Regions from separate parts of the Mus musculus genome. Here all the other regions are linked to region 1. A link is a contact called in public ChIA-PET, Hi-C, HiChIP or PLAC-seq and promoter capture Hi-C data. All regions are on one chromosome and are shown on one strand. Each heading gives the region's core, a stretch centred on a gene start, on an enhancer-like site or on the middle of the called end of the contact. The rest is flanking DNA. Distances are from core to core; before and after follow the strand shown.

Evidence for each region. Promoter capture Hi-C pulls out the DNA fragments that hold promoters and counts their contacts. Hi-C and Micro-C count contacts between places; a contact is called where the count stands out from the background. ChIA-PET counts read pairs in DNA pulled down with a chosen protein or histone mark. HiChIP or PLAC-seq counts read pairs in DNA pulled down with a chosen protein or histone mark.
Region 2: a contact with region 1 is called in an H3K27ac HiChIP or PLAC-seq map of epiblast stem cells, with 3 times the contacts expected there. The contact joins the promoter of Kif17 here to the promoter of Usp48 in region 1. A contact is called at or near these places in 1 of 39 promoter capture datasets (liver), 3 of 115 datasets of contacts at active chromatin or transcription factors (embryonic midbrain, epiblast stem cells and extraembryonic endoderm stem cells) and 1 of 9 other capture datasets (adipose tissue).
Region 3: an RNA polymerase II ChIA-PET map of memory CD8 T cells shows a contact between it and region 1, with 57 read pairs. The contact joins the promoter of Hp1bp3 here to the promoter of Usp48 in region 1. A contact is called at or near these places in 3 of 39 promoter capture datasets (the 3T3-L1 cell line, the C10 cell line and liver), 1 of 484 Hi-C or Micro-C datasets (erythroblasts), 7 of 115 datasets of contacts at active chromatin or transcription factors (astrocytes, cardiomyocytes, embryonic limb bud and 4 more) and 2 of 9 other capture datasets (adipose tissue and liver).
Region 4: a contact with region 1 is called in a Hi-C map of B cells, with 13 read pairs. The contact joins the promoter of Zbtb40 here to the promoter of Usp48 in region 1. A contact is called at or near these places in 2 of 39 promoter capture datasets (the C10 cell line and neural stem cells), 2 of 484 Hi-C or Micro-C datasets (B cells and Th1 cells), 4 of 115 datasets of contacts at active chromatin or transcription factors (astrocytes, bone marrow-derived macrophages, large pre-B cells and 1 more) and 1 of 9 other capture datasets (adipose tissue).
Region 5: a contact with region 1 is called in a promoter capture Hi-C map of liver, with 4 times the contacts expected there. The contact joins the enhancer-like site here to the promoter of Usp48 in region 1. A contact is called at or near these places in 2 of 39 promoter capture datasets (the C10 cell line and liver) and 1 of 9 other capture datasets (adipose tissue).

What each region holds. Positions count from the first base shown.
Region 1 is chr4:137,591,405-137,596,979 of GRCm38.p6, forward strand. Usp48 (ubiquitin specific peptidase 48) reads left to right here and starts at 2,768. Exons shown (of 27, transcript NM_001355588.1): 1 at 2,768-3,112. The coding sequence starts at 2,979.
Region 2 is chr4:138,259,118-138,264,692 of GRCm38.p6, forward strand. Kif17 (kinesin family member 17) reads left to right here and starts at 3,134. Exons shown (of 15, transcript NM_010623.4): 1 at 3,134-3,616. The coding sequence starts at 3,386. It overlaps Sh2d5 (SH2 domain containing 5), which reads left to right. Exons shown (of 10, transcript NM_001099631.1): 10 at 1-1,851. The coding sequence ends at 140.
Region 3 is chr4:138,213,429-138,219,003 of GRCm38.p6, forward strand. Hp1bp3 (heterochromatin protein 1, binding protein 3) reads left to right here and starts at 3,184. Exons shown (of 13, transcript NM_010470.3): 1 at 3,184-3,312.
Region 4 is chr4:137,046,055-137,051,629 of GRCm38.p6, forward strand. Zbtb40 (zinc finger and BTB domain containing 40) reads right to left here and starts at 2,641. Exons shown (of 19, transcript NM_198248.1): 1 at 2,592-2,641.
Region 5 is chr4:138,117,371-138,122,945 of GRCm38.p6, forward strand. It overlaps Eif4g3 (eukaryotic translation initiation factor 4 gamma, 3), which reads left to right. Exons shown (of 35, transcript NM_172703.3): 11 at 2,976-3,084. Among named protein-coding and RNA genes, the nearest start is that of 1700095J12Rik, 18 kb to the right of the region's middle. Within about 2 kb of position 2,576, at least 14 of the 459 cell types and tissues checked have an H3K27ac peak or open chromatin away from gene starts, as enhancers often do.

The sequences.
Region 1 (5,575 bases), core at 1,518-4,017:
GCTGTCTTCAGACACACTAGAAGAGGGCATCCGATCCATTACAGATGGTTGTGAACACTGGAATTGCACTCAGGACCTCTGGAAGAGTAATCAGTGCTCTTTTTTTCTTTTCTTTTTTCTCTTTCTTTTTTTTGTTTTTGTTTTTTTGTTTGTTTGTTTGTTTTTGTTTTTTCGAGACAGGGTTTCTCTGTATAGCCCTGGCTGTCCTGGAACTCACCTGGAACTCACAAGACCAGGCTGGCCTTGAACTCAGAAATCTGCCTGCCTCTGCTTCCCTACTGCTGGGATTAAAGGCATGCTCCACCATGCCCGGCTGTAATCAGTGTTCTTAACCGCCCCTCATTCCCTCCTTGAGAATCTCCCTTCTTGCTTCAGTAAATCTTGACTGCAGTTCCAGGTTACTTGGGGTCTGGTGGGGTGGGTTGAGGAGTAGATAAGGGAGGAATTAATCCTTGAATTCCCACAGGGCTTTTACATATTTAAATTTCTAATTACCCAAGGATGATAGCCTTGAACTCCTAATCCTCTTGCCTCTGACTCCTGGAATGTGCTGGAATGGCAGGATTGTAACCAGTTGGCTTTGCAGCAAGTCTCATGAGATTTCTGTGTTTAATGTTACCTTTGGCCCAGACTGAAGAGGATTCAAATCTCTCTCACCACTAGCCTTTGCCTTCCCCGTCCCTCACTCACAGCTAAACCACTGCTCTCAGCTGTCCCTGAGGATTTTCTTTCCTCTGTGATATTAGTCTGGAACGGTGCCTTTTTCTAACTTAAGAAAGTAGTTTGGGGGGCTGGTGAGATGGCTCAGCGGTTAAGAGCACCGACTGCTCTTCCACAGGTCCTGAGTTCAAATCCCAGCAACCACAAGGTGGCTCACAACCATCTGTAACAAGATCTGACACCTCTTCTGGTGTGTCTGAAGTCAGCTACAAAGTACTTATGTATAATAATAAATAAATGTTTGGGCAGGAGTGACCAGGGACTGAGCGAGTGGAGTTGACTGGAACAAGAAGAGGTCCTAAAAATTCAATTCCCAACAACCACATTAAGGCTCACAACCATCTATACAACTACAAGTATACTTGCATACATAAAAAAATGAATAAATAAATCTTAAAAACAAAAAGAAAGTAGTTCAACTTATTATGTGTGTTTTTGCAACAGGGTCTCACCATGTATGTAGCTCTGGCTGTCATGAAACTCACTAAACTCGCTGGGCGTGGTGGCGCACGCCTTTAATCCCATCACTGGGGAGGCAGAGGCAGGTGGATTTCTGAGATCAAGGCCGGCCTGGTCAACAAAGTGAGTTCCAGGACAGCTAGGGCTATACAGAGAAACCCTGTCTCCAAAAAACAAACAAACAAACAAACAAACAAACAACAAAAAAAGAAACTCACTAAATTAGCAAGGCTCTACCCTTCACCACCAGAGTACTGGGATTAAAGGTGGGCCCCACAAAACAAACAAACAACAAAAAAAGAAACTCACTAAATTTGCAAGGCTCTACCCTTCACCACCAGAGTACTGGGATTAAAGGTGGGCCCCACAACAGTGTTCAACTGTTAACCAGTGGTATAGGAATTCAGTGTTTATTTGTTTGACTTTTTTTTTTTTTCCTTCCAGGAGACGAGGTTTCTCTGTGTGGCCCTGGCTGTCCTGGAACTCACTCTGTAGACAAGGTTGGCCCACTAACTCAGAGATCTACCTGTCTCTGCCTCCTGAGATTAAAAGTGTGTGCCACCACCAACCAACTGGTGTAGGAATTCTTTAAGAAAGGAGGTGTATGTGTGTGTGTCCTGACTTAGAAGATTTTTGTGTTTTTTATTTTCAGCCTAAATTCAACCAAAGGACCAAATCTTGCTTCAGTAAATCTTGACTTCAGTTCAAGGTTACTTGGGGGCTGGTGGGGTGGGTTGAGGAGTAGATAAGGGAGGAATTAGTCCTTGAATTCCCACAGGGCTTTTACATATTTAAAGTCCTGGAATTTTCTCTCTTTAGCTGTAATAGCTCTTTTCTGTTACAAAACGCTGTGATTCAGTTTAGCCTTTTTTAGGTCTAAGGGGAAGTAGTTGCAAAAAGGAAATAATATCACAGCAGGGAGCTAGGGTGTACACTCCATAACGAATTAAGACGTCAAAGTGTTGACCCTCTGGTCAACAGCCTACAGCAAAGAACACGTCCCAGACCTGTGTATGCTTCTAAACAACCTGCAACTCAAAGACTGAGCCTATCACTTCGAAGACTACAAACCCCAGGATGCCTCGCGCTCCGCGAGTGGCAGAGCGCATTGCACGCTGGGATATGTAGTCCCGTTGTAGCATCCGCAAACCACATAACGCCTCGTGACGTCAGAAAGCACGGGCAAGGAGCCGGAACTCGCCCAGGCTCAAGTGAAATCCTCGATCCGACTGTGGCGTTCCGGCTGCCTCGGTTTCTGCTATTATCAGGTCCCACTCACAGTCCCGGTGGCCCTATGGTGTGCGTTGAGTACTCTATGGTGTAACTTTGTCACAGTAACAGGGGAAGTGTGGAAAGCAAGGGCAAGCTCTCGCTCGTCGGAGTAGACGACGGAGGCTGAAGCGTAGCTAGCTGCCTTCACCATGGCGGAAAAAAGACGTGGCGAGTCGCCTTTGGGCAGACGCTTGGCTTTCTTCCGCCAGTCGGATTACATGGGCTTTCGGCGCAGGGACTCCTGGGAGCACGCATGCGCAGACTGCGGCAGGGCGTACGCCTCCAACGTCCGCAGGCGCGGGGTCTGTCGGGTATCGGCGGCGGCGGCGGCGCTTTGCGGCTGGTCGTGCGAGCTGGGCGCGGGCGGGCGGGCGCGGCGGCCGTGGCGCGCGCAGGTGATTGACTGCTCTCCTGTCTGAGGGCAGCGCTGGGTTCTTTCGGCTGGCAGGGGCCCGTGCCCATTCGGGCGGAGACGGAGGCGGCGCCGGAGGCCACCGGGCTCGGCGAGTGCTACCTCGGTCAAGGCTATGGCTCCGCGGCTGCAGCTGGAGAAGGCGGCCTGGCGCTGGGCGGAGACGGTGCGGCCCGAGGAGGTGTCGCAGGAGCACATCGAGACCGCCTACCGCATCTGGCTGGAGCCTTGTATCCGAGGCGTGTGCAGGTGAGGTCCTCGCGTGGCCGAGGCGGGATCGGGGGACGGGGGACCGGGAACCAGGGCGATGCACGGTGTTACTGCATCTCCTTTCAGTTTGCACGACCCGGGAGCTACGCAGCCCCCGAAGTGATGCGGCTGCTGGGCTCGCATCCTGAAGATGGCGGTGGAGATAGTTGGAGATAGGGCTTAGTAAGTAACGCTGGAGTGTTGTTTGATCTTGGGCATAGCTGTGCGCTTTTCGCTTGTAAAAGGGGAACTTGCCGACAGCGAACTTCGTCGACATTGTATCTCCTGTCATTGCACGCTGAGAAGGCCTGATCACCTAAGTATCACTTGCAGAGAGCAGGTTTAGAAAACCCTTTGGTTAACCTACGTCATCGGTCCCCCGCTCTCATTGGCTGGCTCTCTTTGACCTATAGGTGTTTTCTTTTGGTCACCCTAACTCCACACCACTTTGCAGAGTAAAGTGTTTTTAGCTGTTTAAATTCTGCTCCCCCTTCGTGGCCCTTGGTTCTGATCTTTTTTTGCGTAGAGTGGTTTTCTTATCCCCACCTCGTAGCCTGCACCGGCCTGTGTTCAATCGAATTGATAAACCGAGGCATGCTCCATAGCTCCGTGTCATCGGGCGTGTAGGGAAAAGTGGAAGACGTGGAAGCCTTGGTTCCTGGCTTCAGAGCTGTGCCTCATTTGAGATATAATGTAAGTTAGGAAGTTTTCAAAAGTAAAGCGGGTGCATCTTTCTAAACTCTAGGTGTCTGCTCACAAGGACATTAAGACTCCTCGAAGTTCTGGAACGGCATCAATTTGTATAGTGTGGAATTGAAACAGCTTTACCGAGGCACTCATTTGAAGTGTATAGTTACAGTGCTGGTGGTTTAGCTTGAGAGTAGAGTGGTGGTTTTATGCTTGAGTCCCTTGGTTCAATTACCCGCACAGGGGATATAAAAGACAGAGTTAAGTCTGGGGCTGGAAAGATGGCTAATTAGTAAAGAGGGCTCAGGCTTCTCTTCAAAGGATCACAGTACCATTTGTTCTGAGAACCCACACCAGGTGCTTGATAACCACCTGTAACTCCAGCTCCAGAGCATGTGCAAAGCCTTCTTCCAGACACAGTGGGCACCTGAGCATTAGTGCACACACACACACACACACACACACACACACACACAAATGATCTGTTTTGATACTGTACAATTGCCAATATCCTTTTTTCTTTCTTTCTTTTTCAATTTTTTTCAATTTGTTTTTGTAGAGCTGGGGACTCTGGTGTTTTGTATGTTTGAGGATTTAGCCCGTGTTTACCTGGGACTTACAGTCCTTCGAGCTAGTAGGTGCTCAAACATGAGAGTCATGGGACCATAGACATGTGCCATTCATTGTTCTGTTGGTGCTGCAGCTCTAACCCAGAGCCCTGTGCAAACCCTACGGGTGTTGTATGAGCTACACTCCCAGCCTGTTCTAGTGGGTATGAAGTAGTATTTGGCGTCTGTGTGTTTATTGCCTCCTACTCTGAATAGATCCAGAATCCTGTAGATGATAGAGGCCAGTATTCTAGTACACAGATACCCTCTCAGTCCCCTTTTCTTGTTGGTTTGCATTTATCTAGTAACTGAGTTGAGAATCTTTTCGGGTTCACATTAGCCATTGTTTTTTCTTTTCTCTCTTTCTATTTTCTTTGTTGGAGACAGGGTTTCTCTGTATAACAGTTCTGGAACCTACTCTGTAGACTAGGTTGACCTCAAACTCATAGAGAAATGCCTGCCTCTGTCTCTTAAGCTGTGGGATGAATTGCATGCATATATCTGTCATAGTTCATGTAACTTTATCCATCTATCCACCCATCCATTTTGTTTTTTGAGACAGGGTTTCTCTCTGTAGCCCTGGCTGACTCTGTAGACCAGGCTAGCTTTAACTCACCTGCCTTTGGCTCCCAAGTGCTGTGATTAAAAACTTCAGCCCCCCCCCCCCCCACTGTAGTCTCTCTGTCTTTTGAATGCTTGGATTAAAGGCAGTTGCCGCCGCCACGCACAGCACCATCTTTCAGTTGATGGACTGTAGATTGTAGATTGTTTCTTTTTGCTTCTTATAAATTGCTCTCATGAACACATGTGTGTTGGGAAGGGAATTGTTGGGTCATGTGGCAATTGTCTTTAACAGTTTGAGCAGTATTTTTTTCCCTTAACATGTTTCACAGGCAGTATAGGAAGATTGTAATTTTAATTTATTACATTTTTAAATTTGTCTGTTTTATTGTGGTTTTGATTACATTTCCCTTTCCCTGATGTTAACTGTGGAATATCCTCCTCTTCCTTTTTTTTTTTTTTGTTTTTTGTTTTTTTTTTTGGTTTGGTTTGAGACAGGATTTCTCCGTATAACAAACCCTGGTAGTCTTGGACTCTAGATAGGCTGTCTTCAAACTCAGAGATCTGCTTGCCTCTGCCTCCTGAGTGCTGACAGTAAAGGTGTGCG
Region 2 (5,575 bases), core at 1,884-4,383, 670 kb after region 1:
GTCTCTTCTGCCCACTCAGCATGGGCCGTCTCAACCCTACCTACGAAGAGCAGGACTGTGGGACTGAGGGAAGGTTCCCACGGACTCTGCGGCCCCTCAGCCACGCCAAGTCTGAGGCGGAATTGCAAGGCCTGGGCTAGGACACAGCAAGCCCCTAGCCCCCTGGTCCCTGGGCGGCTGGGGTCATTCTGCCCTTCCTGCACCCCACCCACTGGTCACCAGCTCCAAACAGGTCAATCTGCCCCTTGATTGGTCTACCATCACTCCACTGCCATGGGAGAGGAGCCCTGTGATTGAAATTGGAGATGCCAGGACCTCTCCCAGGACCTGGGACCAGCTGAGATACCAGGATGAGCAGGTAGAGCCAGGGTGCTGGTAACCCTAGGTGACTTTGGGGAGTGGCCATGGCCAGGTTCCTAGTGTCATCCTGGTGCAGAGACTTTTGCAGCAGTTCCTGGAGGTGGGTGCAGCCCTTGCTGGAGACGATGGGGAACCCCAGAACGCTCACCACAGGGAAGCAGATGCTTAGGGAGTTGCTGGTTTGCACCATCAGCTCATTTCCTGGAGTCACTCTGAGTGGGACTAGCAGTGAGCAAACCGCACTCAGTTTGGTGGCTGCTTTAGGAAGCCACCTCCTGTTGGTGCTTCCTTGAACACAGTGCTGACCGTTGGCCATGGCTGGCACTGGTAACCTCAGCCCCATTTGCAGTGGAGAACTAGGATTAATTCAAGTCCCACGGGGATGGTGGGGGGAGGTGACATTAGCAAGGGGCAGTCCAGGGACAGATTCTAGAGGAAGGCATCGGCCCAGCCAGGGAATGACAAATTCAAGCGTCCCTTAAGTCAACTCCGAAGAATATATGAATCCACCCAAAAGTACAGACTTCTTAGGTGGTGGTGGTGCACGTCTTTAATCCCAATGGTTAGAAGGCAGAGGCAGGCAGATCTCTATGAGTTTGAGGCCAGCGTGATCTACAGAGCAAATTCCAGGACAGCCAACGCTACTCTAAGAAACCCTGACTCAAAAAATAAAAAATCAACAACAAGAACAAGAACAAGAACAAGATGGATTACCTTTGGAAGCAGAGGGGCAGGCAGGGAGCAGGGATGTCTTCATTTAGTGCCTTGAATACCACATGTTTCAGTGGAAGCCGCAGGTTTTGGGTTTTGGATCCCTTGGGAAGGAAGTGGCCTCTATTGAACAGAGAGGGGACAAACTGGGGAGAAAGATGACAACCCAGGCTGGGTGCTTCCAACATCCCTGTCTCCCTCCCCCCAACCTCCGCCCCGCCTCTCCCCGACACTGGGATAAGACCTCAGCTCAGTAAGTGCATTGCCATTTCTTTCACTTTCAAGTGAGGCATCTTGTGAGGGATGGAGAGAAAGGCGCCTGTGGAACTCTTTCACAAGAGTTCACCTCCCTTCCATGCCATGGCCACTTGCATGCCTACTCCTGAGTAGGGCCTGGTTGCCATGGGAGCAGAGAGATTAGCATATCCATCCCGTGTCCAACCGCAGAGTTACACCCAAGGAAATTTGGTAGCTACTTTGGCCCAGACTCTAGGCCAGGGCTCACCTCCAAGAGGGTATGTTCGTAGTGTGAATCTCCAATGTGTACAATACCAGGAGAACCTCCGCACATCCAAGGGACCACCAGCCTTCCCCCATGCCCTTTGACATTTTTCTTCCAAAGCATTTATTGATCGCATGGTACAAATGACGCAGTCTGGAGCCCATGTGTTCAGACAGTGTCTTACTTACAAGCCATGGCTCTGTGTCTATGCAGACCACCACCACGGCTCTCTTGTGTGCACTTTGAGACAAATAAACCCCATTCTTCAGTCGACTGCAGAAGTCGTTTTCCTGTTTTGCTTTTGTCTGTCAAACATGACTGCAGCTGGCATAGGACCGAGGTCCTGGCCACCAGGGTCCAGAGAGGTCTGAAGGGATTAGGAGATGAGGTTTCGTGGGAGGGCCTTTGAGAAAAAAGTAGATGGGTCTGTGAGCTGGCTCAGTGCATTTTGTCAAACCTGCTAAACTGAGTTTGTTCCCTTGGTCCCACGTGGTGGAAGGAGAGACCCATATCCTGTAAGTTGTCCTCTGACCGCCACACTGGGTGCACATCCATGCATCCATACAAATGCACACACACGCGTGAGCACACACATGTAATTTATTAAAATTCAGACTCTGATCTGTTTACCGTCTCAGCAAAGTGTAGTAGGTGCTTTGTACAGCCCACATCTGCCTAAACCAAACTTCAGCTCCAGTTATATCCAAGATACTTTTCCTGTCGCCCCCCCAGCCAACAGAGGATCCTTTTAAAGGTGACCCACAGAAATGGCTCATTTGTAGTCATTCTTTGGTGCATGTGTGTGTGTGTGTGTGTGTGTGTGTGTGTGTGTGTGTGTGTGTATGAGAAGATGCGAATGTTAGTTTCCCCTACTAGACTGCAAGAGGCTGTCTTCCCAGAGCCTGTCAAATGACTGATGGTGTTTCTGTGCCTAGGAACTCATGGGAGCACTGCAATTTGGTGGTTGGTGGCACAGACTGGGTCAGGAGGTTAGTCTGTGTGGCCTTTCCAACAGAAAGATTAACTCCTAAATTTTTTTTGTCTTTTTAATTTTTTTTTCAAATATATTTATTTATGCGTGTGAACCTGCTTACAAGAGTCCTTCCACCTTGTGGGGTCCCGGGCATTGACTGGGACCATGTAGGCATGGCAGCAAGCACCTTTCACTGTCTGAGCTATCTTGCTGGCCCAGTTTTCCCGTCTTTTAAAAATATGAATTCTTAGGGCTGTGGATAGGGGGCAGTGAAGTCCTTGTCACTCTCAGACTGTCCCTCTCAGTCTGTAACCCCTAAGGGAAGTGGAGTCAGATGTGGGCTCCAAGTCTTACCCTGCCTACCTCTGCGGGGTTGCTGAACCTCACTGGGCTGGAGCTGCGATGCCTGTGAGACAGAGCAGAGGATGGGATAGGGTAGTTCCTACGGCCTGGTGCATCCCCTGCACCCGGGCTCTCCCTCGCACTCGCCATTCCGTCCTGTGACGTCACGGAGGTTGCCCAGCAACGGCGAACGCCGAGACGGCGTGCACGAGCGCGAGCGTGACCCGGCCAGCTCCGGGGCTCGGGTCGTGCGGCGGCGCCTGCAGCGCGGATCCCCCGTTCCCCGCCCGGGCCCGGCCTCAGGGACGGGCGAGCCCGGGCGCGGGAGGCGGCGGCCCGGGTTCCAGCCCGCACACTTGTCCGCCGAGCCCCTGCCACACCCAGTGCGCCCCGCGGGGAGTCCCGGCCCCCTGGTGCGGCCCCGCCCCCGCCGCCAGGCCCCGCCCCGCGCGGGCTCTGGCTCCACCCCCTGGACCGGGCCACGCCCCCGGGCAGCCATGGCCTCGGAGTCAGTGAAAGTGGTCGTGCGCTGCCGACCCATGAACAAGCGCGAGCGCGAGCTGAGCTGCCAGTCGGTGGTGACGGTGGACAGTGCGCGCGGCCAATGCTTCATTCAGAACCCGGGAGCGGCGGACGAACCCCCAAAGCAGTTCACCTTCGATGGCGCCTACTACATAGAACACTTCACCGAGCAGATCTACAACGAGATCGCCTACCCGCTGGTGGAGGTGAGGGCGTCCCGAGACTGAAGGGCCAGGCTCGGGGCTCCCGGAAAGTGGAGACAGGATAGGTGGGTTAACCCAGCCCCTACCCCAAAAGCCAAGCGAGAAGGCTCCGGGCACAGGTAGATAGCGGCAGGTTAGTCTGAAGGCTTGTCCTGACTGTATCCACCGGGGACCTGCCCCCAGTGTGGTGGCAACCTCCCAGCTGAACCCAGCACCCCAGCTGGTACATGCCCGTCCTTTGCAGCTTTTTCTGCAGAACTTCAGACCCAGGACTGCTCAGCGTCCCTGCTTGTCCTAACCCGCATCGCTTGCAGCCCCATTACCAAAGACTCTAGACTCCTGGTCCTCTGTCCTCATTCCAGACCTGTAGGATCCTGAAAGCTCCAGCCATTTTCCTCAGCCTCCTTCCCTCCTAAGCGTCCCAGGAGTCTTCTCTCCTCTGTTCACACTTGCCCCCATTTCAACCCCACAAGCAAAATCCTCATGTTTGAACTCTTCTCGTTTGAGTAGTAGAGAAAACACTTGTCTTTCCAAGAAAGAAACAGTGTGGTGCTTCCATGTGCTCCAGTATCTGAGGTTTGGAGAAACCCTTATGCAAAGAAATCCCAAAATATTTAACACGGATGCTTTCTATTTTGACTGGCAGGCTCTTTCATCTCTTCTGCCTCTCCTGCCTATTGAGATGTGTTTCAAAGCCTCCAGCCTGTGTGGTGCTGAGCCAGGAATAGAGACGCATCCTTAGAACTTAGGGTCAAGCATGCATCTCTGCTTTGCTGAACTCTGACCCCACTCCAAAGGCTTTCTGACTGATAATGTAGACCACAGAGCACTTGACCAGAGGTGGTGCCCTCTGAATACTCAGAAGGCAAGGAACAGCTGCCCCAAGGGAGCAGTCCAAGGCTCTGAGGGTAGCTCCGCTATCATCCTGTTGACCTGATTTTTAGGCTAGAAGGAATCAGAGATTTCATCTGATTCAGTCCCTCTTGCTTCTCGGGTGTTTGAATCTCCATCGAGTAAAGGCCTCGCCCTTGCTTGCATGTCTTAAGTGGCTGTAGCTCGTGCCCTGGAAGCAGCCTGTTCCATTTTTGTTTCTTGGTCTCCAGAGTGTCCCACGCACTCAGGCCTCCTGGGAGCTTTCAGTCCTACTTCTGTCCCAGGGACCCTGCAGAGCACTCGCCTCCCTCTATCTAGAGATGACACCTTGACTATTTGAACGTGTGTTCCTCCTCAGCCTTGCTTCTGTCTAGGGCTGTCAGCCTTGCTCAGGGTGAGGCCTCTGTTCTCTTCTTGTGGATTATGCAGTGTCTGGACAAGGCCTACCCAGAGAGGAAGACACTAAGGGCACAGTGACAGACCTCTTGGATCTCTCTTCCACTTCCGAGTCCCACTGTGCAGACCTATCTCTGGACACTCCCCAGACTACAGATTTGACATCCATCCATTCATTAATCCATTCACCCCTCTGTGAGACGAAACATTAGCATCTCCACTCTGAGCCCCAGACTCAGCACAGGAGGGGATGTGAAGGAGATATGACTTGCCCTCACTAAGCTCAAGGTCAGAGTTGAGTTCAGCTATGCTAAGTTAGCAATCTTTGGTGGCAAGTGGGGGAGGGACAGCATGGGGAGGCCGGCAAACCTTGGAAGGGATGGAAGGGAGAACAGAGGGGATCAAGTGTAAAATGAGCCCAGCAGGAGGAGGCCAGGCAGGAAGGTGCAAGGCTATAGGGGAGAGGCGGGCATGTAGCATGTAGTGTGTAGCATGTAGCGTGCAGCGTTTGGTCTTCACTGAAAGAACTGGAGTCATTCTTGTCAGAGAGCTGACTGAGGCCTGAGGAGGACATGAGAGGGACGTGTGGGAAGTGCATACAGATCACAGCTCTGGCTGCTTGAGCCAGGAGCAGATGTAGCATTGAGACCAATGGCTGGATAACTCACAGGCCTGCTCGCTCTGGTGTTTCCC
Region 3 (5,575 bases), core at 1,934-4,433, 620 kb after region 1:
TCCAACCATATTGGTTTCTGGAGCTCCAACTCAAGTTGTCAGCCTGTTGGCTGTCTCCTTTACCAGCTGAGCTATCTCACCTGGACTCCAGAATTCTGAGTATTTCTGTCTCTTCCTTTACCCTACTAGTGATTGAACCTAGGATCTTTCTCAGGCCAGGCAAATAGTCTACCACTGAGCTATATACATCCCTAACCCTGGAATACAAAAGTTTTGAGAAGAACTTTCAAGGTTGATTATTATGCTAAAAAGGAGTTATAACTATGGCCACCAGTAAACGGAGAATGTGTAATGGGGAGGAAGGGTGTCCAGGCATACTGCTTATCTGGCGTCAGTGACATCACAAACAATAACAGAAACTCCTATGGGCCCTTTCCCTAGCCTCCATTTCCTTCTCTAGATAGATATGAATGGTCAATTCTGTTACTCTCCCATCTCAAGAGCCAGTAATTGAGAGTCACTGTCCAGTCTTCTGGCTGGACATCAGGAAAATCAAGTGACATACCGCCAACCCCAGTCTCATTCATACTGGACACCCTGAAGGAACCCAAGCCTGAAACTGCAGTCCTGCCACCACAACTCTTGCAAAGAAATGAGTCACTCCATTGGAAACAGAAACCTCTCCCTCCCTGACATCCAAAGTTTATTCTTCAGAGCTCTTGAAGTAAATATGAGCTATGACTAAGACGGTAAGCATTGTTCTGTGCTCAGCCTTGTGACTGCACCACTGGGTTCTGGGCTGGAACTCTGCGAGTCAGTCAGCTGTTGCTTCATCTTTATCCATCTTTATGCCTAACTCTAAAGTCACCCCCTCTTTTCTATACAAACATGAAGTTTTAGTCCAACAGACTTTTGTGTCCTACAGGTCTACATCTAAGGACTCGGGAGGGAGAAAAAAACAATTATTGCCTTAACAACAGGCTGTGGATTCTGCAAAACTTGCTATATGCTAAGTTAAACATACCTTAGCTTTTGTTGAAATCTAGAGAGTGACTTCCTCAGGGTTTGATTTTTCAAGACAGGGTCACATAGCCTTGACTGTCCTGGAACTAAGTAGACAAAGCTAACCTTGAACTTCGAGAGATCTGCCCCACTCTGCCTTCTGAGTACTGTGATCAAAGGGATGGTCCCATTGTACCAGGTTCCAAGTATTTTCTTGAAACGTATGACACTCAGGTTTTGGCAAGAACTTGGTTTTATGTTCTTGAAATTTTTGTCCTATCATTTTGCTTTCTTCTACATAAGAGTTGTTTGTTTGTTTGTTTGTTCTTAAATCTTAGGCAAAACTCTGTATGTCTCTCAATTCTTATTGGGCTCATCTTGCATGAGGTAGGACTTAAAAATGTGACTTTGAGGCCACTCTGATCTACATAGTAAGCTCCAGGCCAGGCAATGTTGTATTTTATAAAAATAGAGAAACCAGGGATATGTTTGATAGAGGCCAGGTATAATGTGAGATAAGGGGGTGTCTCTGTGGGCCCATGCTGAGGCATCCCTTCCCCCTGAGAGACCAGCCATAGATGGATGTAGTGTATAGAATAGGGTTTATTCAGGGCATGGGGAGGGGAGTTGGAAGGCAGAGAAAGAGGGGGGGGCAGGTTATGACCATGTGGAGAGGGAGGGGCAAGGGGTGAGAGGTCAGAGCAAGAGCAAGAGATCGAGGAGGGGGCAAAGAAGCGCCTTTTTTAGTGAGTTAGACACACCTGGCTATTGCCAGGTAACTGTGGGACATAGCCTAGATGAAATGTCAACAGGCAAAACTACATAGAGAGATCCTGTCTCAAACAAGGACACACACCAAATGTAGCAAGTTCCCAATTATGCCAATACATAAAAGTGGGATGGGGACAGGTGTCTCCGTGGCTGAGGTCCCTTGCTCTTGTAGAGGATCTCGGTTTGGTTCCCAGCACCCACATCAGACAGCTTACAACCTACTAACTCAATTCCCAGGAGTGCAGACAATCCTTAGACATCTGCACACACCCGGAACACATACAAACAGGTACACACACATATAAAAAATTAAAAGATGGTTTTAAAACAGAATTCTTCAAAAAGACCAAAATCCCTTTTTAATATTTAATTTTTTTTTCATATGACATACTTGATCAGGTCCCCTCCTCTCCAAATCCTCTCAGATCCTCCCCATAAATCCCTTTGAAGAGATTGCCCATGATCCCAGTGTTCAGGGGAATGGGTGATGTCACTAGTACAGACGCTCACCAGGGAGGAATTTTTGGTGGGGTGATTTATTTAATCTTCTTAGAACCCTTGGAGTTTCAGCCACTCTGGCAGGTGGAGAGGACTGAAAGTGTGTCTAATTGGTTTCCGTAATAAGCGCTTTGATTGACCTGCAGTTGCGGTGCCATGCATGTACCAGGCCGATACCCACAAGACTCCGGCTACTTGAGGTACATTGAATTTTTCCAAAGTGGCTTTGAAGAACTACACCTGCAATCCTTCATTTCCTTTTCCTTCTTTACACAGGCTCTCGTGCATTCCAAGCTGGCCTCAGGTTGGTTACCTACCCAAAATGGCCTTGAAATTTCGATCCTCTTGATGCCACCTATTGAGTCTGCGTCATCACACTGGGCTCTAGGTGCTGGCGATGGCACCCAGGGCTTTCTTCAGACTAGACACATACTAACAACTAAACTACTTCTTCAGCCCCAAGAACTACAATTTTCAAAGGCGGTGGTGTGCACATTACATGAATAGGCAGATCTCAACGTAAAGTGCCAAATAAAAGGCGACTCCCTTCTAATTCCGTGGTTTCTTTTGGGTGCTGGGGGTGGGGAAGCTGTCTGTGCATGCAAATCAAGAAGCTGGGGGCAGCCCGGCTCACGCATCTTCCAGGCCGTGTATGACCAGTCCTTGCTCACTACACTGCCAATTCCCTGTGGACTCAGGAAGTGGCTGTTGTTGTCTAGCACCGTCTTCCAGGGCTAAAGGGAGGCTGGAACCCCAAACCCGAAGGACTCGGGGTCGGAGACAGAGACTGCGCCGAGCACGCAGGACGCAGCCAGGAAGCTAGCGCTCCCAGCCACGCTCTGCCTCCCGTCGTCCGCCGTTCCCCCCCACCTCCCCCACGAGCGCCCTGTCGCGCCCCTGCGCGCCCGCCCGGGGACCCACTTGGCGGGCGCGCGCGGGGGCGGGGCCGGCGCGGGGGCGCGCGCGTGAGGCCGCGGGCAGGGGGGCGGGGCGGCAGAGCTCGGTGCCCGGCCTGGAGGACAGCGGTGTCGCGAGTCGGCGATCGGTGGTCCGCGGCAACGCCGAGAGGCCGTACGGGAACGCGGGCGCCGGAGCTCAGAGGTAACGCGGGATGGACCCGGACCCGGCGCGCAGGGAGTGGGCGCGAGCTCCGTGCGCGAGTGAGTAGCGGAGGGCCACCGGCCTGGGCGCTGACGCCGCTGCCCGGGCGCAAGAGGCGGGACGCGGGCACCGAAGGCCGGCGGCTTTTGTCCGTCCGCCGCGGCCGCTGCGCCCTCTCGCGTCGCGCCCGCCACCCGGCCCCTGCCCCTGGCGCGCGGGCCACTCGGGCCCCGCGGCGCGCGCTCCCGCCCTTGTTTTGTTTGGACTTGGGGAGGAGGGGCAGCTCTTCTCGGGTCGGGCCCACCCCCCCTCCGTGCTTGTCTCAGTGCGCATGCTCCGGCGTGCGCCGCGGAGCCCTATTGGCTGCGGGCTTGCGCATGCTCCGAGGCCTGTGGCCCGACTTCCGCCGCGCCCTCCTCCCCTCGGCCTACTGTCAACTTGTCTTCAAGCCCGGTTCGAAAGATGCCGGCACTAGTGAGTGGCTGCGGCGGGCCCGCCCTCCCGGCTTCTCCGCCCCCGCCGCCGCCGTGGCCGCCATTACGGAGTCCCCAGTGGTGAGTGTGCAGAGCTGAGGCCACGCCGGTCGCCGCTGGTCGCCGCCGGGTCCCCGCAGCCAGGAGCGCGGCGTGGTCTCTGCGCGGTACCTCCGCCGCCGCCCTCAGCAGTCCCGCGCCCATCTTACTCCCCACTCCCGCTAGCCCTGCGCTGTCACCGCCACGGCTCTCTGTCGCGCAGCCGCTCGCTCCCGCCTTTGTCTTCGCTGCTCCTCCGGGCGATGCTCAGCCTCTGGGCGCTGTCGCTTCGCTGCTGTCGCCGCCGCCGCTACCCCGACGGCCTTGCGCTTCTGTGTCCCCCGCGAGCCTACACCTCCCCCGGCCTCCGCCGCGCTCCCCAGGCCGGCGCAGGATTGTCAGTGGCAGCCGTCTTAAGCCTAGGCCCGAGTCGATCCAGACTTAAGCAGGCAGTTTTCCTTAACGCCCTTGAGCTAAACCCTCCTTCACAGCCAGAAGTGCTCATGACTTCTCCCCCAGGCTGCTTTACTGCCCTTCTCCGACTGCCCGTTGCTTTGGAGAACGAGTCTTATTAGACCTGGACCTCATACGCAAGCATCTTAGACGTGAAATGTGTCTAGAGAGTCATTCTGCATTTGATCTTAGCCAGAAGGGCCTAGAAGCTATTAGGAAATCGTTTGAAGTTTTTAATTTTTATTTTATCTTCAATTTTATCTTCAGCATAGGCCATATAAGGCTGCCACGAGCTTTCAGTTTCAGAGTGATTTGTTCAAAGCTGCTCTCAAATTTTGTTTTTGAGGTGGTCTCCCTAATGCTTCCTTGGGACTCTGTGCTCCTCCTGCCTCAGCCTCCTGTGTGTGAGTGCAGGGGGTGCTACTGTGAACTGACACCGGAGAGTACACATGTAGTAGGGTTAAGATTGAGGTTCTTAGCCCTAGCTTTCATACTTACTTAGGAGGTGGACCCCTGGACGCTGACTAGGAAGTTACTGAGGCCTGTGCAGATGCAAGTCTAAACTGGAGCCCTGTGGAGCTGTGTGTTTGATCGGCCTCTATCCCTGGCCGTGATAGATATCACTACATGCTACTTAATGAAATGGGAAAGTCGCTAGCAATCACGATGTTTTATCTGAGTGAGGAAAAGCCTGGGAGCTGTGTGAGGGATTTACTGGTCTGTTAGTGACATTAGAAAGGATGCATATTACATGGAGTTTATGGTGACACTCTTGCTAAAAATGCTGACGCAGTAATTTGAAATACATGCCGTAGCCCCAGACCGGCTGCCTTTTCTAATGGCATAAACTACCACCATGGAATTGGGCTTTCTACTTCTGCAAGTTTTTACTGCCTGTATTAAAACAATTTAGGCATCTCCTTTGTCAAAAGTAAGTCATGTTACTATTTACGCATTCAATAAAAAGAACCCAAAATTTGTGGCCACAGGAGAACTTGATAAACCCTAAGTGGAAATATAGTTTGGTTTCCACACCATATGAAGCCAGGTTAAAGAACCATTTTCATTCTTTAGCAAATATTTGTTGAACTCTCATTCTGACCCTGTTATCTTTTAGGCACCCAGTTTTGTATCTGTGACTCAGTAGAAAAAAATGACCTATCCACTTCCAGAGTGGTGTGCAGCTGTAATGCCAGCACTGGGGAGGTGGGCTAACCTGGGCTATTAAGATCCCCCTTGACTCCCATCCCTGCAAAAAATATCCCGGCCAGGGAGCTAATACAGCTGTCTAAAAGGTC
Region 4 (5,575 bases), core at 1,391-3,890, 550 kb before region 1:
TGTTGTTGTTGTTGTTTTGGAAGCCGCACTGTCCAGACTGTAAGAGCAAACAAAAGCACTCTGGGATGCACCAAGCCACCCAGCTCTGAGCTCTTGGTGTGAAACAAATTCCCGGGTATTTGTTTAATGAATCCTCAAAAATGTGTATATTTACGAACCTATGGATACATGAAGCTGTGGCATTGGCTAGTAGCTGAGGCCACAAGATCAAGGTGTGGCATGACTCTTGTGGACCTCACAAGCTTGCAGGAAAGACAACAGACGGAACACAGCAGGGCATGATCTGTTTATTGCGGCTCCACACTCCCTATGCATAAACCATGTAACACCAGCCATCTCCCCCTGGGTAAAATGTTAATCCTAACACTATCTGTGTCACAGGCTGACAGTTCATATTAAGCCTTAGTGCCAGTACCTGGCACAAAGAAATTGCTCAGTGAGCGTTAGCTACTTATTTAATTGCTAGGATGCTATGAGATAGGTATCTGAAATTATTCATTCTTGCCAGACAGGCAGGGTGATGTACAACTGTAATTCCAGCATTTGGAGGCTGAGGCAAGAAGATCTCAAGTTAAAGGTGAGCCTGGGCTGCACAGCAGGCCTTTTTTTTTTTTTTTTTTTTTTAAAGAAGGAGAATTATTTCTGTGCACCTATACATTACCGAAGCCCTTTGAAGAATTTAAATTCCACAAAGAGGCAAAAGTCGTGGTCCTCTTGTGTAATAACACATTTCTAGGAATCATACCTGCACATAGTAGAAGCACCTGAACAACTGATTAAACTCATGCAAGCATAGGTGTAAAAAACAAAAAAAACCAAAATAACTGTTAAATGGGTCATGGATAGCTGGGCGTGGTGGCGCACACTTTTAATCCCAGCACTCGGGAGGCAGTGGCAGGTGGATTTCTGAGTTCGAGGCCAGCCTGGTCTACAAAGTGAGTTCCAGGACAGCCAGGGATACACAGAGAAACCCTGTCTCGAAAGAAAAAAAAAAAAATTGGGTGATGGAGCTTGGCAAGAGGCACACGCCTGTAACCTCAGCACTTGGGAGGAAGACTGGAGGAGCAGGAGCTCTAGACCAACCAACTGGAGATATGTGTGTGTGTATATATATATATACATATATATATATACACACACACACACACACGTACATATACATATATATGTATACACATACGTATATACATGTGTATATACACATATATACATAAATGTGTATATATACACACACAAATACATATATGTATATGTATTTATTTCCAGGCCAGCCTATATATATATACATATACATATATATATATATATACATATATATACATACATATACACACACATATACATATACACACACACACAAATACATATATGTATATGTATTTATTTCCAGGCCAGCCTATATATATATATATATATATATATATATATATATATATATATATGTATATATATAATATGTGTGTATACATATACACACACACAAATACATATACGTATATTTATTTATTTCCAGGCCAGCCTGGGCTACATGAGGTCTGTGTCAAAACAAGCACAAGACAGAATGGGAACCTGTCACCGAAGAACCATGTCTACATTGAGCATAATTTATGCCAAGCACTGAAAATTTGCACTTCCTAACCCTAACCCTACATTGATTGCTTAAACAGCTATAACCCACACCAAGATTTGGATACAATTCCAAGGAAGAGCACTCCCAGAGGGAGAAAACTTACAGTTTGAGGTAATGTGACCTAGGCTATCATACAAGGGGGATTTCCCAGCGACAGCCTCACATTGCCAGCCCTATAAGCTAGCACACCCTAATCACACTTCACGTTTTGTGCAGGGAAAATACACTGCAAAGCTACGTAGAGACATAAAATAGATGGCCAATTGCACACACTGGGCGGGTGATAGCTTTGTAAGGAATGAGAGACCACTAGCTTGACGGCATCATGGAAGCTAGTCACATATCGTGTCAACTGTGCCTCGGGCCAGGATTGGCAAACTTCTGTAAAGCGCCGGAGAGAAATGACTCTGGCTTTATGGACCTTTCCATCAAAGCCGAAAAGCAGCCGGGGCAACTGCGCGCACTCCCCCGCCCCGCGGCAGGCGAGCGGCCGGACAACCCGTTAAAAAGAAAACAAAAAACGACCATAGCTGCGTCTCCGTGCAACTTCACTGCTGGGAGCTGAAGTTTTATTTCCCACGACTTCTATTTCCCCGCAACTGTTTTACAGCGGATAAACAAAAGCTGAGAGCAGAGATGGGAGGGAGCCCTCTGGGCCGGGGCGTCCGCAGCACAGCCCGGGAGCCGGGGAGTGAGGGCCGCAGATGCCAGGCAGTGTCCCGCGTCCTTCCACGGGACGCAACAACCTAGGCTGCGCCCGAAGTGAGGGCTGTTCCCGGGGGCCACGTCCCGAGGACAGCGGACGGCGGCGGCTGTGACCGACGCGAGCCAGGCGGAGCTCGCTCCGCGCATCCCCTGCGTCCCCCAGGGGTCCTGGGGCGCCCCTCACTCAGGGAGTCTCGGGAGCCTCCGCCGCGACAGGGGTCTCCGCGCAGAGTCCCAGCGCCGTTTCTATGGTTACCTGCTCAGCACCGATTCAAACTGCCGTTCTTTATTGACAGCGCCATTGAGGACACGAACACTCCTGCCCGAAGGGAACAATAAAGCTTTCTCCATTCAACAGCGCTGGAGACGCCAAAAGGCAGCCATCTTGGGGCCGGGGAAAACGCCGAGGGCCGTAGCCCGGATGTGCGCACGCCGTAGTCACGTGCTGGGGGACGGTCTCGCGAGAAGGCTGTCCCTGCATCACGTGCACGCTTTCTACCAATGGCAGGCTTCCAAGTTTGGAACCTGGTCTGCTCTTGACCTTTGACCTTCGCCTCACAGTACCTTGGGAGATGTTTCCTTAGCATGTTCCATAGCATGATCCATCCCTTACCTAGCCACTTCTGAGGTTTGCTGCGAAGAGACGACAAAGATTTCTTTCCTTCTTTTGTAACAAACAGTCATGTGCAGGGCGAGAACGAGACTGATTTCTGGACTGGGCTTGGTATGGGTGTACACGGGGTTTCTTTTGCCATTATCCTCTCACGTTTTAACCTATAGCACCACACGCTGGTTATGAACCCCGAGTCCAGTGTCCTGGCAGTCAAATGGATGTGAATCGGATCCAGTTAACATGAGCCCCATTGGCACTGGTCATGAGAGCTGTCCCTGCATCACATGGAGACCCATTTGTCCGAGATCCAGGCTTCTCGTTGCTATGTCTAGCTCCCAATGTGATTACAGCTGTTCCATGGGCAATGACAATATTCAGTCGTCCCCAGCACTGTCGCTGTCAGCTCGACTTGATGCAATACCTTTAAAACAGAAACCGAACCTATGGAGCAGAGCTGTCACTCAAATTTCTGTCATCTAATACTGTGACTGCAGTTTGCAGCTACTGCTGAAGATAAATAATTAGAACACTCTGGGTCATTAGAGCACTCTGGGCAGCTGTTCTAGTTAATTTTTGTTGTGATAAAATATCCTGAACCCCCTCCCCCCCCAAAAAAAAGTCTAATGAGTCAGGCTTAGTGACCCATCTTTTAATCCTGGTGCTTTGGAGGCAGAGGCAGGCAGATCTCTGAATTGTGAGGCTACCTTGATGTGTGTGTGTGTGTGTGTGTGTGTGTGTGTGTGTGTGTGTGTGTGTGTGTAGTTTCAGGACACCCAGAGCTACATAATAAGACCAGGAAGAAGGAGGAGGACCAAGGGGGGAAAGATTTTTTTCAGCTTACAATTGCAGGTTAGTCCACCACCTTGGAGAAGTCAAGGCAAGACAAAGACTTCAAACCACTAATCACACCACATCCATAGAGCAGAGAGAAGTGAATGCATGCATGTTCTTGCTTGTGCCCAGTTGGATTGCAGGCACAGTTCAAGACTCCTTGCCTGGGGAATGGGGCCACCCACAGTGGACTGAGTATTCTGACATTGGTTTACTCAAGATACCCCCACACACACACACACACAGGGACCAAACCAATGTAGACAATCCCCTAGGGAGACGCTTCCCAGGAGATTCTAGGTTGTGTCAAGCTGACAAGGTGCCACACCATGTTCCCTGTCGGTGGTTTGTCAGCACTCGGCCACTACCTTCTTGCCACAGTCAAACCAGTATCTGATAGGGCCCTACCAGGTGCACGGTCACCTGGCCACTGTTACCCACACAGATCACCATCAGCATCAGATTTATCATTTCCGTAGCCTCTAGACTTTCACCTATGGCTGTTGGGAGGACTGATCCCCCACTTATAGCAGGAGCCCCTCCCCCCCAATGTAGAGCTGACAGGTTTAGGAAATACCTATGACAGTGCTCAGCACATAGGTGCTCCACAAGTAAGTACTAAATTATAGTGTTTTTAAAGAACAATGTGGCTACTGGCCACTGTTCTGCATAGAAATGGAGGTGACTTGCATCTCAAGCAAGTTTTAAGCACCTCTGCTAAGCCAGGTTCTGTATTACACAAGGATTAAAAGGAGGGATCACAAGAAAAGAGGCCACTATGCATACATAATTTTCGTGACAGTGGTTGCAGAGAATAGGTTCTTTTTCAGTGCTGGGAATCAAACCTAGATCTTGCAAATGATAGTCACGGGCTCTTCCACTGAGCTACATCTCCCAATCCCAAAAGTAGGATATTTGAAAGCTTCCCCCGCCCCTTAATTTAAAAGGAATATATGGTATCAAGCAAAATATCTCAGCAGGTAAAGTCACTTGCCACTAAGCCTGATAACTTGAGTTTCTTCCCTGAAACCTTGTATACGAAAAGAAGATAACTGATACCCACAGATTGTCCTCTGACCTTCACACACACTGTGGCACATGTCTGCCCCCAGGCAAATAAATAATACACACGTGGTGAAAAGACCACATGGCCAGGGAGATGAGGCAGTGAGTCAAAGCTCTTGTCACACAAGCCTAACCTGAGTTCCATCGCCAGCACCCACGGGGAAGGACAGAACCAACTCCAGGTGAGTTGTCCTCTGACCTCTATATGTGTGCATTCACACACATGTATGCACATCATACACACATAATTAGAACAACAAAAATGCCTTCCCTAGGATTCAAGTGCACACGCATGGAGGGAAGCAGAGAGAAAAATGGAGGGAGAGAAGGGGGGAAGTCAGTGAGCCTTATCTGCAGCTTCCAGGTAACATTTGCTTGACACGTGACACTGAGCATCCCTAAGAACCTGAAGTCCAAAATGTTTCACAACTCAGAAGAATTTCCAGTGACAATATACAGCCATAAATAGAAAAATTCCACACCAGGTCTCACGTGGCAAATTGCAGTTAAAACATGGGTGGAGGGTCTAGAGCCTTGGCTTAGAGGTTAAGAGCATTGGCTGCTCTTCCAGAGGACTTGGATTCCACTTCCAGTAGCCACAAAGGTGGCTCACAGCCATCTAACTCCTGTCCAAGGGATCTGATGTCCTCTTCTGCTCCCCTCAGGGACCAGGTACCCACATAATACACAGACATACATGCAAACACACACACACACACACACACACACAC
Region 5 (5,575 bases), core at 1,326-3,825, 530 kb after region 1:
CTACATTTGGTTTCTCTTCTCTTTGTGGGTGACCTCTTTCTCCTCCTACCCCGTCCTGTACCCCCCCCAATCCCTCCAAGGCCACCCCCCCCCAGCCTCTATCCTTGGGGCCAGTGAACTTGCCCAAGAGCACCTTCCCAATAAACCTGCCTTTAATCTAATCTGATTTAATTTGGCTGTTTTCACTGGCAGTGGAGAACTTACCCATCACCCTGCCCCCTCCTCCCACCAAAAATGGGGTTCATATGTGTCTACTCCTGAGCAACTTCCACATAGATGCTGAGCTCTGTGGGAAGGGGTTTGATGAAGACATCCCATTTAGGGTTGAGTGTCTGGAGTCTCTCACTCTCTGCTCTTTGTCCAGCTATGGGACTTTGTTTCCCCCCCTGTCTACTGCAAGAGGAAGCGCCTCTGAAGAGGGCTGAGCCAAGCACTGGTCTGTGGCCATAGCTCTTTGTTCTTAGGAGTCCTTCTGTTGCTTTGTTCAAGAACCGTAGCAGCACATGCTCCCTCAGGGCCTATGTATGGGCATCTAGGTTCAAGTTCTTGGTGACTTTAGCAATTTTAGGTATGGCTCTGTCTCATAGAATGGACCTTAAATCCAATAAGAAAGTGATTGATTATTCAAATTATCATACTATCTACCTTTTTCTTTGAAACATGGTTTCAGTAAACCTGAAGTTGATGGATTAGGTAAGGCTGGCCAGCCAGTGATCTACCACCAGTGTGTACTCTGTCCCCACACTGAGAGCATGGCAATGCCCTCTGGTGCTTTTCCACGGGCTTTAGGGTCCTGATGTGTAGATAGGATAGCTTCCTGCACCTCCCCCCTTTCTGTAATCTCTCACTGAACCAGTCAGCTAGGCTGGCTGACCAAGGACTAATGTGACCTACCTATCTGTTGCCTCCCTCACCTGACCATGGAGTTACATGTGATGCTACCACATCTGGCTTTTCCACAAGTGCTCAGGTCTTTACATTTGTGTAACTCACAGCTTTACTAAGTGACACATTTCTCTAACCTCCCTTTCTGAGGACTCTGCTTTCTAGGGCTGTTAATTCTTAATGTCTGTAGGGCTAGTGATTGGACTGCTCCCCTGCAATGCTGGAGACCCGCACCAGGTTTCCTGCCACAGCCAGGCTGAGACTTGTAGACTGTTTGAGGGCATGTCTTCAAAGCTAGCTGGGCACTACAGAAAGAGCTTGTAGCAAACAAGTGAATAGTAGTTATTTCTTTCATATGGTTTTAAGGCATTTTAGATGGACTTTTGGTATTTAGAGATTCATGGGTCTGTCTGAGTAGCTGCTTACCACCCTAAGCCGTTTATGTGATACTTGTCAACCCAGGTATTAAGAAGAAGGGTCCTCACCTGACCTTCTGAGAAGCTGCAGTCCGTGGTATTTTCTTTAATAAACAAAGCATACAAAGTTTTCTTCTGTGTGTAGTTAAATGTTTATTAAAACACTAAATAACTTGGATTCTTTTCCTTTTTATCTCTCTTTGGCCCATAGAATTGAACAGAATCAACATTTTAAATTTGGACTCTGAGGCCTTCCTAATTTTCTATTTAATATGTGTTTCCCCAGAAACTCAGGGACTCAGGATAATTGTGACAGTTGCCATTTCTTTCTCTGTGGTTCAAAATAAAAATAGCGACTTTATCTTTACTCTGATCTTAGTAGCCATTATCGAGAAATAATTGTGTAGTGTGAGCAGTTTGATGGTGTAATACATTTGCAAAGTTGTGGCATTATTTCCTTTCTCATGATATTTTTCTCCCTGCACATACAGCTGTGTATAAATTACATCTTGCACACCCTAGAAAGCAGTGTTATTTATTATCTATTATAAGTGATCTTTCACATTTATAGTTCCACTTTTTCTACACAAGACAGGATTTCTTTTTGCAGCCCTGGAACTCAGTCTGTAGACCAGGTTGGTTTCAAACTCCGAGATCCACCTGCCTCTGTCGTCCTAGTCCTGGGATTAAAGTACGCCTAACTAATTGTACTTTAAGAAGTTTAAGACACGTAACTGAAAGTATTTTTTGCTAGCCCTACCCGTTAAGTAGCCCCTATCTTAACCATCCTGCACTGCTCCCTCCCTGCCTGTAGTAGGAAAGGTTTCTATGGCAGTTTCTGTAGAATTCAGTATAGGATACCAAAATGGGCCTTCGCCCTCGGGAGACACTGCTTTCTTCTGTGGCTTTTGTCTAACTGTGCACCTGCCTGGAGCGCCTATCCTTCCTTGTGTTGCTGTTTGCTCTAAGTTGCACAATGGCTCTAGTTTCCTCAGCCTGCTTACTCCAGGTTTAGCAGGCATTTTTTAGTACCAGAGAATGGCCAAGTATAAAATGGGAGTTTCTCCTGTTGTGAGAAGCCAGAGCTTTGACTTGCTTTTCAGATTCTTCAAAGTTTCCACGGCGCTGGCTCCATAGTGAAGGTGGCAGGGACCTCAGCTACTTTGCACGTTGCAGTCCATCGGAGAGCTCAGCGGCTGTGGCAGCCATCAGGGCCTCTCCACAGGCTTGGTTCAGTCAGTCACTGGATGACAAACGCTTATATGCCTGGTCTGCCCTCTGCAGGCAGATGAAGTGCTTTGCTGAGGATTTTACAAGGAGAGCTGACAGAACTTTTAGCCAGTCTGGGACGATGTTGAGTCCTGTCCCGCTGTGGCAGCCATGACTGCTGTAGTGGAGCTCGAGCCAGGAAGGGTCACTGGAGTGGTTGTGTGGGTGCTTGTGCTGTCTTCTCTGCCGTGGTTAATAGTAATCATCTCTTCTCCTCCCTCCCCGCTGCCTCTGTCCTCCTCTCCCCTGTTTTTATTCAATTGCCCTATATACACCCCCACCCCACTTTTCTTTTAATTTTGTGACCTCTCGCCCCCTCTGCCTCCCCTCCTTGCTTGGCTTCCATGTTGCTAGTTTTTATGTTCGCGTGCTCATTATCACCCTTTTTTGTACTTCAAATCCCAGCAGCTGCCCAGCCAGGTCCCTGAGCACAGCCCTGTGGTATATGGGACTGTGGAGAGCGCTCATCTTGCTGCCAGCACCCCTGTCACTGCAGCTAGCGACCAGAAGCAAGGTTTGTGTATGACTGTTTCCTCCCTCTATCTTTAGTCTCTTGTATAATGACATTGCTCACGGTGTCCCATCAGACACCCGAGGGTTGCTCTGACTGCTCTGTAGCAAATCTAAGGTAGAAAGTGAGCTTGTAGGAAGGGAGGGGAAGGGTCTTACATTGTACCTGCCTTGCTGTTGTTGTCTATGTGTGAGGAAACACTTAGCTTGAGGAGAGTGATCAAAGCATATCTCTCTATATATTGATTTACAAGAGCAGCACAGGTGTATTTTCACCATTTTATGGGGTAGTTGCTATTTCTCAGAGGAGATAACATGTTTCCTATAAGCCTGAGGCACCAGACCTCAGAACAAGGAGCTGAAGAGAGCTCTGGAAGCAGACAGGGGCCTTGGCTGTGATGTCCTGCTGGGGCCCCCACCTGGGCCTTGCAGTTTCTTCTACCAGAACCAGGGGTCTTGGGAGGACTCTCCCACCCACGTGTAAATGACAGCTGTTCCTCCATCATTGCTGATGCAGGAACAGTGTCCAGGCTTCTGCTACTGAGCAGGGCACAAGCTCCCAGGCGCTTATCGAAAGCAAATACGATGCCTTTTGGAGGAAAAAGCTTAAAAGTGAGAAGTGGTCTTTCCTTTCCTGACTGATGGATTTCACTTTGCCTTTGTGGAGCTTGTGTCCAGTGCTCAGTAGGAAAAGGGAGCAGGCACAGGCGGCTGCTGTCCTCTGCTTCTGGCTTCGCTCCCCAGTGGGCATCACCATTGTATGCTCTTTGAGGTCTCCATTCATCAGGTCTACTACAGCTAGCTTTTGGGGGTGTTGGTTGAAGTTGGGGTTTTTTATGGTTGTTGTTGTTTTGTATTTCTAGACTGAATTTCTCTGTGCAGCCCTGGCTGTCCTAGAACTTTTTAAATGTTATTGCTGATACTGGGAATGGTCCTTAAAATAGAAGTATTTGAGCAAATGCTCTTAATTTTAGCATGATTCCTTTTTTATGTTTTTTTACTTTTTCAAAGGGTTTGGTTTCACACAAGTTAATTACATTCAAGCTTTTTGAAAAGCTTGTTTGTTGGTTGGTGGATTTGTTTAAACAAAGTCTGAATACTGTAGCTTAGGGTGGCCTGGACCTTGTATGTAGCGTGAGCTGGCCTCTAATTCTTCAGCCTCCTGAGAGCTGAGATTACAGATAGGAGCCTCCACACCTGCTGATTTCAGTTTTCCCATGAGCTACTGTGAAATACCAGACCCTCCCTCTCCATTGAGTATTGACAGTAGCATTAAACCTTTATAAGATAATTTTAAACCAAAAGATAAAAAACTCTTAGCTGGCCTTTTTTTTTATTATTATTATTATTTTAAATTTATTTATTTATTATATGTAAGTACACTGTAGCTGTCTTCAGACACTCCAGAAGAGGGAGTCAGATCTCGTTACGGATGGTTGTGAGCCACCATGTGGTTGCTGGGATTTGAACTCGGGACCTTTGGAAGAGCAGTCGGGTGCTCTTACCCACTGAGCCATCTCACCAGCCCCCGGCTTTTTTTTTTTTTTTTTTTTTTTTAAGATTTATTTATTTATTATATGTAAGTACACTGTAGCTGTCTTCAGACACTCCAGAAGAGGGCGTCAGATCTTGTTACAGATGGTTGTGAGCCACCATGTGGTTGCTGGGATTTGAACTCCGGACCTTCGGAAGAGCAGTCGGGTGCTCTTACCCACTGAGCCATCTCACCAGCCCCCCCGGCTTTTTTTTTTTAATGACTGTCACCTCTGCAGCAGTCAGACATGTAGAAGGTTTATGTGTGCTCAGTGCTGAGTTCTAGGTACCAGAGCCTTGGCCTTGCAGAGGGTGAGGTAGGTTTGGGGAAACTGCTTTTTCTCTCCAGTGATTAAAGCACTTTCAAAAAGAAAAGCTTGAAACAGGATCTGGTTTTGAAGCTCAAGTCGTTTGGGAACTCGCTATGTACCCAGCACTGAGCTCAGGGTTGTGACCCTCCTGCCTTTAGTATTGTAGCGGCGCTGCTATGCCCAGCAGTAAGACACTTGAAGCAAACATTCTTGTATGATTTTACTCATAGTGACGAATAATCTTTAGTAGATTTTCCTTAAAATTTTAGTGCACTTTTGTACAGATGTAATCCAGTCGGGCATATTGAGTGTATCTGTACAACTCTATTGAATACATCTTCTTTGCATACTGCTTCCACAACGAGGCTTCGTTATAAAAACATCCATATCATAGTAGGTAATAAGGGTTCAGACCAGCCTGACAACACTATTTGAAGTTGTTTTAGGAAGAAGACTGCTCAAATTTTAAAAATATGAAATATTTCTATTTTGACACTTTTAGGTCTATATATATTTTCAGGAAGGGAAAATGGAAAATTCTATAATCCCCTTAGCTGTTTTCATGTCTTATAAATTTGAGTTAACAAAACAAATTTTCAGGCTGCTATACAGGTGTGGATGGATTAGCAAATGTTTTAGACTGTCTTGAGA